Regions from separate parts of the Danio rerio genome. Here region 1 is linked to region 2. The links are chromatin contacts, called in public HiCAR-type maps. All regions are on one chromosome and are shown on one strand. Each heading gives the region's core, a stretch centred on a gene start, on an enhancer-like site or on the middle of the called end of the contact. The rest is flanking DNA. Distances are from core to core; before and after follow the strand shown.

Region 1 (6,757 bases), core at 78-2,577, 150 kb after region 2:
TGAGGAAGGAATGATGGGGGTATTTACATCACTATTACTATTTTCCATAACGTCTATGCCCTTCCATAACATTAGCTGACGTTAAAACTAACAGATAGCACTATAGCTATTTATTGATTAGCAATCTGTCAACGTTGGGATGTAAAAAATATGGGACAACAAATAGCTTCAAATGATAGAATACATAGCAAACATTAGAAAATATTGACAATAAAATAAAAGGTTTAGCTTGTTAAAATCAATGGCCTATACAGAAATGAAATAAAGCTATAAAATATTTGATTGTATTTGCATATTGATTATAGTTACTATAGTTATTTAGTGAAGAGCAGGAAATGAATCTCATTATTTTGTTTGATAACAAAGGTGTTCATGTGAGAATGCACAGATCTATAATGAAGCATTCGAATACTTTAGTAACTGTTTAAGAAAAAAATAGTTGTTTAAATTAAAACACGCAGGACAGACATGTTTACATATTTTTAAGTGTATTGTCTGTTTAAACACACACCCGAATCTGAGTGGAGCAAAAAAAAAAAAAAAAAAAAAAAGCACTTTTCCGACAGTCCCTTACTGAGAGCTCAACTACATAGAATAGACAGATAGATTGATCTCTGCAGCAGCTGCTGAAGAGCTGCGCGCTGCAGACGCAGCTAGTGTGAAATGCAAACGCCTGCGTGCTTCTTCTGCTCTCCATACGCGCTGCGCACGCGCTGCTTTCGCTTTTGTTTATTTAATATAATCTCAAGTTTTGCTGTAATGTAATCGCATAGGCTGACATCGCGATTGCGATATGATCAATCATGCAGCACTATAGAGTGTACAATCTAACATGTAAATGTACTCAGTCTAGGCCAAGAAAATTAGTGTCTTTAGGGTCACCATAGGCAGGCCGCTGGGGTCAATTCTACGAGACCACAGCGTACTTCTCTCATCAGTGGAGTCAACTAAACAGTTGATGAAAGAGAAAAAACAAACTTGAGGGTTCTTGCTCACGTCACTTACTGAGAGCTGTGACCATCTGGGCCTCACTGCAGCTTGCCTCCTAGGCATAAATCATCATGACCGCATTTGTAGACTACTTGGTTCACCAGGTCACGCCGGAGATCAGGTCAAGTTTTTTTTCTTTATAGAGAAAGCCACAGTAGTATGATTTAGCTCTCAAGGCTTTAAAAAGACTAGAAAAAAGACAGGAATGAGAAAGAGAGACAGACAACAAAAGGGCAGACATTCCAGCTGTCGAAAATATTTTGTTGCTGGCATAGCAGCTTGAAGATCCAGGGCTGGCTACCAGACAGGACTGGGGCTGTTAAAACAACTCAAATTGTCCTCTCTCAGCACCTCTCATGGACGATCTTTCCTCAGATTGCCCAATAGGAACAAACATACTCACCTCAGCTCATAAGGCTTTATTACATAAGGCAGGAAACCAGATCCAGGGGCCCTTGATCTCCTTGGTTCCTAAGCTGCAAGGATGTGTGTGCTTTCTACTGCTCCGTCCTCATTAACTAGATTAGGCTGGGGTCAAGCCTGTGTGCTGAGGAAGACTGGCCACTAGATTAACCTTCTCAAGGTCTTAGACTTGCAGCACTTTAACCTTAACTCCTTTGTATCTCCGTCTCTCCGTGTGGTTGCATGGACTCAAGCAGAAACAGATGTTCACTTCTGCTTCTCTTTGGCGCTGTGCATTTCCTCCAGCCACGAGCTTTCACTCCGTCATTACCGACCAGAAGCAGCAGATGTTCCTTAATCTTGGCTTTGTGTCTTTGCCACAATGTTAACAGTTTCCCACATTCACTCTCTCACAACATATGAGTCACCGTAAAAGGTTATTCCCTGAGGTCACTTCGATAACGGCAAGCGATGGAGCTATAGTAGGTGACGCAACTTGAGGAAACCGAATCACATGAGAAGGTCGAGGGCAGATAAACCTGGTAACCGGATGCCAGCTTTCCCCCCTAATTAAATATGACCTTTCAATTATCTGCCCGGTGCTTATTCATTTGCAGTTGGTATGCCAGAACTCTCACCCATCAGGAGATTCTTGCACGTCTGGCTTTTCATGAAGTTGCTATAGAAATTGATGAGACGTGAGCCAAAATCAACATTTGTGTGTTTTTCTGGGAAATCCCTCTTTCAGTTCTTACAGTAACACAATGGACAAACTGACTGTTTCAGTGAAAATGTTTGTCTTGTTATTAGTACTGTTGTCTGCTAAATGTACACGTGGAGACAACCCTCACATAGATGTGCTTGTGCCTGGTTTTAGGAAGTTTTAGGACGAACAAATAATGACTTGATTTCTAGTTGATCATCATGGTATCAGAAGTGGCTTATTTGAAAGGCAAATACCTTTAGATTATGCTTATTTTACCAAAATAAAACATGATCATGCCTTGATTTTTAATTATTTAATTAGGACAGTAACGTCTGACTTTGCTTAGACAAAAGTCTTGTCACCTAACAGAAAAAATGTACAGTATAGAATATAAAGTCATGGTTCAGTAGAAAAATAATGAATATTGTGTATGACTCCCATGAGCTTAGAGGACAGCATCCATACATGCTGCAATGACTCAAATAACTCATTAATAAAGTCATCTGGAATGGCAAAGAAAACATTCTTGCAGGACTCCCAGAGTTCATCAAGATTCTTTGGATTTATCTTCAATGCGTCCTCCATCTTACACAAGACATGCCCAATAATGTTCATGTTTGGTGACTGGGATGACCAATCCTGTAGCACCTTGACGTTCTTTGCTTTCAGAAACTTTGATGTGGAGGCTGAAGAATGAGACTGAGCACTATCCTGCTGAAGAATTAGCCCTCTCCTGTGGCTTTGTAATCTAATGTCTTGACAGCTCAGGCTGTTGACGTTGCCATCCACTCTGCAGATCTCTCGCATGTCCCCTTACTGAATGTAACCCCAAAATCTTGATTTTCCTTTATCAAACTTGACTGATTTTTTTTTTTGTGTGAGAATCTTGAATCCATGCTGGCTCCAACAGGTCTTCTGCTGTATTTGTGATGATTGGGATGCAGTTCAACTGATGATTCACTAGAAAAATCTACCTTCTGCCACTTTTCCAAATGATCAACTAGTTATTATTTGTTGCTCTTACCACCGGGATCGACGACAAGACTTTTGTCAGTTATGTTTACTCCATGTTCTTAAGTGACATTATAGACACAACATACATGATTGCAAACAGGATGGATGACTAGAGGGATTAATAGATCGATGGATCGACAAACTGATGGATGTTTTGGTTAGATTGATGAAATGATTTATAGATTGATTAATAGATAGAAGAACGGATTGATAAATTTGATGGATCTATGGATTAATGGTTGAATTGAGGGATTGATTGATGGATGGATTGGTAGCAAGTTGGACTGCTTGATTGATGATTTGAAAGATGATTGATAGAAAGATATATGAATGGATGAATATATGAATGGATAAAATGAAATATGAAAATGAAGGTAAGGATAGACGGACACACAAATAATTAGACAGACAGAAACACAGAGAGACAAATAAATTACAAGATGGACAGAGGAGGGAGAAAAGACTCCTGGCACTGGTGGACATTTGCACCATTGGGCATCCAGAGCAGTTCATCAAGGTTTAGTCCCTCTGCAGCTCTAAGCAGTCTTGTTCCCTCCGCCTCTCTCCTTTCTCCTCCATCCCTCGCTTCTAGCCTCTGCCAACTTTTTCCATTCTTTCCAGCTCCCTTCCAGGAAGCGCTGGCGTGTCCCTGTGTCCCTTGGCAGTAGTGAGGCTATGCATCTCTGCTGTGAGCGAATGCCACTTCGAGTCCCTCTGGAGATAGCTAGAGACATGGAGCTAACACACTGAAGGCAGGAGACTGATGCCAACTTGGCAGGGGTGGAAAGGAAAGCATCCATTCTGCTAATGGGGCTGACAGTCTGTGATACTACAAATGACAGCATACCATAGTTTATCAGACATTTAGATACACACACACACACATCAACAGAATCTAGCCTGCCTAGACTTTGTGTTGAAAATGAAAAAGCAGGTATGAGCAACACTAACATCTGGAGCTTTTGTGCTCATTGTTTTGACTGAAGATCTTCATGTCCTCATTTTAACCTTTCTAAGGTAGCTTAGGCAGTTTAGTCTGGTGCTAAATGATGTATAGTGGAAGAGGCAGTGCACTGCTGATGTTTCAAATATGTAATCAGTTAGGTCATTACATCAGTGACATATGCTGTGCTACTGTTACCAGCAGAAGCATTGCAAATAATTTACTTCTTAATGTAGTAGTGTAATAGAAGACAACAGACCCAACCTTTACATTATAAGCACTGCTGTTCTAAGTAATTGGCTAGTGCATTTAAATGACTGTTCAAAATAATAACAGTGTCAAGACTTTGTTTTATTGTCAATTATCAACTTGAATTTTGTCAACTATTATAAATAAGGAGGGCAAGCAATGTGTCATACAATGTTAAAATCATTTCTTTTGAAGTAAAATGGGTCTTTCAAACCGCTATTTAATTCTGAAAATGTAAGTTAAATTAAAAGGTTTATTTGGAGAACAGAAATTGTATTTTAAAACTGGCGCACATTATTGGATGGTCATCTAAAATGATCTCAAATGCTTTAAAATGGCAACAAAAAAAAAAATGTAAAAAAAATGTAAAAAATGTAAAAAAGAAGAAAATGGGCAACTTTTGTTCATAGTCCAAATTGAAAAGATCCAGAAAGATCAAAGATGGTCTAAAATTGGCGTTACAGTCAGAAGATGTTTAACGGTAGCTAAGCTGTCTGCAAGATACCCGCACAAAGCAGCATTATTGAAATATTGCCATGTGCAGAATCAGTTAAAGCAGTGGAATACATTAACTGTCCCAAAGAGAAATTAAATAGTTCTTTTTGAAATTGCTTTTTTCTTTGACGACCCCCAGGTACCAAATTCAAGCCTTATTTTTTTTAAATACCCTTAAAGGGTGGCTTGAAAAATCATGGAATGGGATGTTTCTCATACTAAGGCCTATTAATTCTAGGTCTAAAATATCTTCAAAATCTTACAGCAATTCTTAACTTTTTGATTTAGCTGCTAATTCATATGGTTTATAATCTCATTTGTACATTTTAGCACGAATTGTTCATTCCCCAGCGATGGCTGTTTGGTTGCAAGCCTCATTTTAAAAGTTGCACATTTTCAGATGACTGAAAGTGTATAAATTATTTCAATTCAATTCAAAATGAAGTGAGTTTTTCCTTAAATCAAGCAAAGTAATCTGCCAATGAGGTAAGCAAAATAATCTGTTTTTGATTTGTGATAAGATTATTTTGCTTACCCCATTGGCAGATTATTTTGCTTGTTTTAAGGAAAAACTCACTTCATTTTGGAATATTATTTCTTAAAACAAGAAAATATGTTTTGCTTGTCTAGAAAATGCTTCTTGATTTAAGAACTTAGATATTTGGACTAGAAACAAGACAAAAAATCTAAGTAAGAAAAAAAAAATAAAATAAAAAAAACATTGGTTATGCAACTAAATATTAGTTTAAACAAAAGTTTGAAAATGTCTTATAAACAGACAGATGAACGGAGATAGATAGATAGATAGATAGATAGATAGATAGATAGATAGATAGATAGATAGATAGATAGATAGATAGATAGATAGATAGATAGATAGATAGATAGATAGATAGACAAACGGACGGACGAACGGACGGGTAGATAGAGAGATGGTCGGGTAGATAGAGAGAGAGATGTTCAAGTCAGTTTGAGTGTGAGCAGCTGTGTCAGATGTGTGTTCGTGTGAGAGTGCAGTGTGTAGCGTCAGTGGTTCTCAGGTTTGTGTGAAAGAGGAATTAGACAGCCAGCTGTTGAGCAGATGGAATGTGTGCTATGCGGAGATGAGAACGATCAGGATCCTGCAACTCTTTCTCTCTTTTCCTCCCACACTCCCTCCTTCCTTCCCCAACCCGTTATTAGTGACATATTTTCTGCAGAAATGAGTATGAACATTTTTTGTTGTTGTTTTTGTTGTTCTCATTTGACCACCTGGCAATATTTCCTATCCTGCTGTGCTTTAATATTTAACCTTACAACATAATGCAGTGTGTATTTGCCAAACCAAAAATCCCAAATTTAGTTTTATTTCCCATCTGCCTGTTCATCCTAACAGAGTTCTGGTAGTATAGCCACAGCTTCAGTTTGTCTTTCCTAATAATTTTTTTGGATGACTGAGCAGTTGCTTGGTTATTTTCAAGGTATTTCTATGGCCTCACAGCACCTTTCTATCCTGTAGGCTGTGTGAGTGTAACTACCATCACTAATCAAGAATGTGCAGTTTCATCTTGCCCCACCAGGCGGCGGAAGCAAGCATAAAGATGAATGAGTTCACAAAAGAAGCCTTTCTTTTCAGACCGAAGTGCATGAAAAATTCCAGGAGGCTTTAATCTAAAAGCAAACAAACAAATCGGCCTCACTAACAGAATTTGCGACTGTGAAACATGTTTATGTCTGACTGATCAGCCCTTTTGATAGCGGCAGCCTAGTTTTTATGTCTGCAGCCCTTATTCAGGATGTTAGCAGGAAGATGTGAGCTGTTTTATAGTGCCTGTTGCAGTTCTGTGCTGCTCCAGCTTTCGCTCACATTCACAAACGTGCACTCAGACATGTGGGTGTAGTTACTGGCCTGACCGTTTGGCATCTGCAGCTCTGTGGGTGTTCTTGGAGACATTTTTTTTCTGATCGTCTGCAAATTC
Region 2 (6,775 bases), core at 1,104-3,603:
TTCACCTCTGGAAACCTTGTTACGACTTTAACTTCCTCTAAACGACTGAGTTTGATGGTCTTCTTGGTGCTCTGCCACGGCCCCTGACCAGGGAGCCACAGGCACAGATGTTTCTTGCTTAACCGGAAGTCCAACACAATGCCTCTGGTGCCGGCCTTCAAGCTTAGAAACCCCCCCGGCTTGGAGGCAGGAGGAAGCCAGGCCAAGACACGGCCCTTGGCCGGAGAAGAAGGATCTTAGGCCGGCCTACAAGCTTGGAAACCAGAACTAAACGACACCTTAATCAAAACCCTGATGGCAGGTCAGCGATAACTGGTGGTTGGGGGTGAGGACCTCCAGGCAGGGCGGCCCGGCATCCGAGCCCAAAAAGGCACAGCCTGCCCGGCTTTGATCGGTCAGTCTCTCAGGCCTGGATGTGCTCAGAGGAGCAGTCATTTTTGACATGAATCAAACATTTCTAAAGCGGTGTCATTGGTGACTCTCAACCAACTTGTCAGTCGCTGAGGCCTGGGTGTGCCAAGAGAAGTGCTCGTTTTTGACATTGACCTCTGACCCCCTTCGAAACGGTGCTGTTGGTGACTCACAACCAGCTTGGCTGTTATTTCTTTATTGACTTTCTCAAAAAAAGATTTTTTTGGAACTTTTATGACTGGATGAACCAGCCTTAAATCTACTATGACCCTTACGCCCGTAACACACCAGATAGACAGAAACAGTTTGCAAGTGAACATGAAATATTTTTAAAAGTATTTTTCCACCAACATGTGCTTTTAGTCATGGTCTTCATAGTAAGGCCTGAAAATAGTCCCCAGCTAGGTATCTCAGGTAACTTGGTAACAGCACTGCGTAATATCATTAATTTATTATTAATACTATTATGAAAAAATACAGCAACAAAGTTCATTAATTATTACACCAGAATGAAAATATAGTTTTGTGTTTATTTATTCATGCATATGTTTTATGCAGTGGAGGCCCTTCCAGCTACAACCCAGTAATGGGAAACACCTATACACCTCTTGCATTCACACATGCACTAATACAAACTAAGGCCAATTTTGTTTTACCCAATTCTGCACACTTATACGGCATGCCTTTGGACTGTTGGGGAAACCAGAGCACCCGGAAAAAAACCTACGCGAACACGGGGAGAACATGCAAACTCCACAAACAAATGCCAGCTCGCCCAGCCTGGACTAGAACCAGCGATGTTCTTGCTGTGAGGTGTGCCAACCTCCTAGCCATTTCAACCTAGTAAATAGCAACTTCTCATTTTCTATTGGTTTTAGGACATGATGTAACTTCAGAATAATGTAGCTTTGAATAGGGATATTTTTAAACGAAATGCTAAGGGTCTAATCCTTTTCAATGATCAGCTGAATGGATTAAAAAATGGTAAAACAGTTCTAAAAAACCTCTAGCTGACTTGTAGAATGTGCCTATTTCCGAAAAATTTGGAGTGTTACTTTAAGAGTGGACAAGAAAGTACTTATTGTTGTGAATATATTGTCATACTAACAATTGTCTGAATTAGGTTTGGTTGATTGCAATCTATTACCTATTGTACTTTTTCTTTTTGAAGTTATCTGTCCATCAAAATGGAATCGTTTTGACAAAGTTTTAATGTAGTTTAGGTTTTTGTTACATCTTATTGCCAATTTGTAAATTACAAAAAATATGATAAGATTCAGGCGCGGTGGCGCAGTGGGTAGCTCTGTTGCCTCACAGCAAGAAGGTTGCTGGTTTGAGCCTCGGCCTGGTCAATTGGCATTTCTGTCTGGAGTTTGTATATTCTCCCCGTGTTCCCATGGGTTTCCTCCGCTTGCTCCGGTTTCCCCCACAATCCAAAGACATGTACTAAGTAAATTGGGTAGGCTAAATTATCCGTAATGTGAGTATATGTGTGTGTAAAAGAAAGTGTATGGATGTTTTCCAGTGAAGGGTTGCAGCTGGAAGGGCATCCACTTCATAAAACATATGCTGGATAAGTTAGTGGTTCAAATGTACTCCATCTGTATATAGTTTTGAATGAAAATAAAATTTAAAAATTATATATAACATTTTTTTAAAAATAATTTTTCAATAAAAATCTAAAAGTAAAATATTAAAACACCTTGCATTGAGAATTAATTAATTAATTATTGTAGCATGTTTGGATGTTTAGTGTTCATTAATTAATTCTCAATTCAAGGTGTTTTATTAATTTTTCAATAAAAATCTAAAAGTAAAATTATTAAAACACCTTGCATTGAGAATTAATTAATGAACACTAAACATCCAAACATGCTACAATAAAACCTCGCTACTGTTGTTGCTCTAACTGTCCTGCTGATGGCACCAGACACACATTTCCACATTGTTAGTGTTCTGCCACTGACAGCTAAGGAAAATGTAGGACAAGGGGCATTGAGTTTGCTCAGCTGTGCTCCTCTGATTTTGAGATTTAAAAAGTATTTTCAGCTACCAACATGATTATGCCATGAGTCATGGACGTGAAGTGGACTTAAAATAGTTTGCATTCTTGAATGACAGTTTAATGATCCATCTAATTTTCTAAATTTTTCTTGTGATGACAGACTAGCACAAGCCTGCAAACCTGCGAAACCATATAAACACTGAATGCTGCAGCAAAAGCTGACCAGCTATATGAGACGTAATGGAGAAATGCAAAATGTACAACTTATTAATGATGAAGGTGGTCTATAGGAATAAATATATTTAATGATAAATTGAAAGGCTTAATGTGGTGTCTATAGTCTAATAGGTGTCTAATTGTGTTGTCAGTACCATCTATATAATGTATTTGTCTGTCTGTCTGTCTGTCTGCCTGTCCGTCTGTCTTTCTGTCTTTCTGTTGGTCCGTCTGTCTGTCTGTCTGTCAATTCATCCATTCATCCGTCCGTCCATCCATCCATCCATCCATCCATCCGTCCGTCCGTCCATCCATCCATCCATCCATCCATCCATCCATCCATCCATCCATCCAAAACTGTTCCACAGACCCTAGCAGTCCCTTGTAACCTCCTAGGGTCCCAAGACACCAAAACTTCTGGTGTACAGATAAAACATTTAAATGTGTTAGTAAATGTTACAATTCTGATAAGATTTTATTTATTTATTTTTTTTGGTCAATTTCATTATTTGTTCACATAACATATAGTTAACTAATTTAGAGTTATTACTCTATATATCGAAACATCAAACCACATATTAAGCATTGGGTGGGTTAGACTATTTTGTTTACAAACTGCGCAACAAACCAGTAACACAATTTTATGATAACAGTCACACACAGTTAGAATCATTACTATGCAAACACTCATTGAACTATTCTGAGCTAGTCAAACTATAAGTAATCAAGTAAACTAGAATATTTTAAAACACCTTACAATAGTGCCACTAATATCCATTAATCAAGGCTTAACTGATAAATAGTTATTAAAGAACTAAACTATTTACGAGTGTTTACTGAATAAGCAATAAATGAACATTCTATTTATTACACTTTTTCTCGGTGGCTTTGGTGCGTTTCTCACAACACTATTTACATTTGCACAGCAGTTGAAGCGTTTCTCAAAACAATAATAGCAGTTTCTTATTCCTTCCAACAAATTGCAAATGCTTTTGGACGTGCATCAATTGCTTTTATACAACTCTCTGCTGTTTTATAACATTATCATTTGCTTATGTTTTGTCAGTCAAGACTAACTAAACTTTTGAATGCTGAATAGTCATTCCATATGAAATCAACAGTCCTCATTTCATTACTCAAGTCATTACAAAATGTTGAATTAGTTGTCAAAATCTGTCAAGCTAATTTTATTTAAAAAATTTTATCTTTTTTCTTTTCTAAAAATGTCTTCTAAATTATACAATTTCATGAATGATTTACAGACCTGTGTGTGTTGTAGGTTCAGTTCCAATATGTACTGCAATATTGTTTAAAGTTGTGCACAGCTTTACCCAAAGGAAGTTTATGTTTGTTGTAAATAATGGTGTATTTATTTTTGTGCACAATGCTGTAAATAAATTAAAATGGCATAGATCATGTGTAATAAAAATGTGAAACATACATATTCAGTGTCTTGTACTCAGATACCTCACTAAATGTAGTGATGTTAAACTTTACTGTAGTTTTCAAATGGCTGTGCAAATACTATATAGAGCTGTAGCGAGCACTTTTTCAGGACGTGTCACCAAAAGCTGACTTTTTTTGCATGGGAAAAAATGTACAGAGTAAACTGACATAATGAAAACATGACAAAGCCAAAATCTTATTCAGAAACAATGGTGTCAGGACTTTTCATCTTGATGACACTGACACTTTCATTGACATGAATACTTGCTTTTGAGGAATGAGCTATCTATTTTGAGCAAGTGACACGCTTTTGCAGGTTATCAGCTAGGTTTTGTAGTTTTGTACTAATTGTTTTGAGAAATGCATTAACTGTTGTGCAAATGTAAATAGTGTTGTGAGTAATGCACTAAACAGACTGAGAAAAAAACTAATGCATTTCTCAGAATAATCAGTATGAACTGCTAAATCTATTGATAACCTGCAAAAGTGTCACATACTCAAAATTGGTAGCTTATTCCTCAAAAATTAGTATTCATTTCAATGAAAGTGTCGGTGTATTCAAGATGACAAGCCCTGACACAATTGTTTATGAACAAGATAGTCAAATGGCTTTGTTATGTTTTATTATGTTTTTCAATGCACAAAATTCTGATTTTGGTGACACTTCCTGAAAATGCTCAAGACAGCACTATATATTATTTGCACAGCCATTTTAAAACCACAGTAAAGTCTGACATTACTGCATTTAGTGAGTTATCTGTGTACAAGACACTGAATATGTATGTTTCACATTTTTACTACATATGATCTTTGCAATTTTAATTTATTTACAGCATTGTGCAAAAGAATAAATACACCCTTATTTACAACAAACATAAACTTCCTTTGGGTAGAGCTGTGCACAACTGTAAACAATATTGCAGTACATATTGTAACTGAACCTACAACACATACAGGTCTGTAAATCATTCATAAAATTGTTCAATTTAGAAAACATTTTCAGGATTTTTTTAACATTTATTTTAATAAAATTAGCTTGACAACCAGTTCAACATTTTTGTATGTAATGACTCGAGTAATGAAATGAGGACTATTATTTTTATATAGAATTACTATTTACTATTCACGAGTTTAGTTAATTTTGACTGACAAGACATAAGCAAATTATCATGTCATAAAACAGCAGAGAGTTGTATAAAAGCAATTGATGCATGTCCAAAAGCATTTGCAATTTGTTGGAAGGAATGAGAAACTGCTATTATGATGTGCGCAAATAACTAATTGTTTTGAGAAATGCATCAACTGCTGTGCAAATGTAAATAGTGTTGTGAGAAATGCACCAAAGCCACTAAGAAAAAACTAGTAACAGTTAGAGATTGCTTAATCTATGAATCATATAAAATGTTTATTTGTTGCTAAATAAGTAATCTATAATAAGTTTTTCTTAGGTTTAGTTTTTCATGAGTCACAGCAAAATCACCAGCGTTAATTCAACTCTGAGAGAGTTCATTTTAACACTTTACCAGTGGATATTTAATCCACACTGGCCATAGTTAAATTAGCATTTTCAAAAGTGTCAACAATCTAACACTAGCTCAAGAGTTAAATATTTTTTTCTTGTTTTATTATAACTACTCACATACTTTATAAAAGCAATATATACTGCTCATAGGCATACATTATAAAACATTAAGGCTGAATTTTTGTTGCTTTAGAACTAATTAGTTGCATAATAAACCAACAACCTAATTTCACATTTCTTTTTTTAATAAATCACTAAATGTCAAAGTGTGTATTAGCTAAGTATTAATTAATAAATATTAGTTATTAAGGCAGGGGTTAACTAGCTGATTTATTATTCACCTGCCTCCTTAAAAATACAAAGTTAATAAAAGTTATTATTTAAAGAAATTAACCAGTTTGTCCCCGTTATCTGTCAATCAACATATCTTGATAATATATTTTTTAAAAATATTCACATTTTTCTATTCGCTCTTGTGCAGTTCGTTTATAAGGTTGGTTACGGTAAGGGGGCAGGATCAAGCCGCTCACATGTGCTGTGGGACATAATTGACATGGCCGCGGAATCTCCCCCTGCCTGAGTGCTGGTGGAGCAGGCTGGAGCAGGGATTGCCAAAGTTGTGTCTGGAGTGAAAGTGGAGCTCTGGAGTTTCTTTCAAGATCATTTTATTGCAGCAAGGTGAGTTCTTCTTATCGCTTATTAGCTCGGTCTTTTGCCACATCCCACGTTTGTGTGTTTTTTCCCAATTAAACGATGAAAAAAGGTTCATAACGGAAAGTTGCGTGCATTTTTGTGTCTGGATGGCGGTGACGCCGGGAGTCTGGGTTAGTTGGCCAGCCAGGGGAAGCGAGACGGAAAACTTCCCTATTTCTGCATTTTTCTTCGCACAGATTATTTTTACAAACCGTTATTTACCAAAGGATGCTCAAAAGTCGTCGTTCAACTTTGTAATGATTCCCGGAGTATGCTGGAAAATTCACAGTTTTAAGTGTGCGTCGTTGAATTCCAACTTTGAGGAATTTTGGGGAGTTTGAGGTGTTTCGTTTAGCGCGCAGGGTTACGTAAACGTTACAATGTTATAAAAGCGTTACATTTTAGCTTCATTAAGAAGTATTTTGTTGTGTTTGTTAGCCTTGGGGTAACATAAAAACTTTAGATTAAATGTATCAGGGATG

The links. HiCAR-type assays count read pairs that join an accessible place to other places.
Region 1: a contact with region 2 is called in a HiCAR-type map of caudal fin, with 6 times the contacts expected there. The contact joins two enhancer-like sites. A contact is called at or near these places in 4 of 18 Hi-C or Micro-C datasets (caudal fin, embryo, hematopoietic stem cells and 1 more) and 3 of 4 datasets of contacts at active chromatin or transcription factors (caudal fin, embryo and gastrula embryo).

Annotation. Positions count from the first base shown.
Region 1 is chr2:28,797,679-28,804,435 of GRCz12tu, forward strand. The region is part of intron 5 of fndc3ba (fibronectin type III domain containing 3Ba); the gene reads left to right. Among named protein-coding and RNA genes, the nearest start is that of fndc3ba, 88 kb to the left of the region's middle. Within about 2 kb of position 1,328, at least 18 of the 62 cell types and tissues checked have an H3K27ac peak or open chromatin away from gene starts, as enhancers often do.
Region 2 is chr2:28,643,183-28,649,957 of GRCz12tu, forward strand. It overlaps a transcript of fndc3ba not described here. Among named protein-coding and RNA genes, the nearest start is that of fndc3ba, 67 kb to the right of the region's middle. Within about 2 kb of position 2,354, at least 3 of the 62 cell types and tissues checked have an H3K27ac peak or open chromatin away from gene starts, as enhancers often do.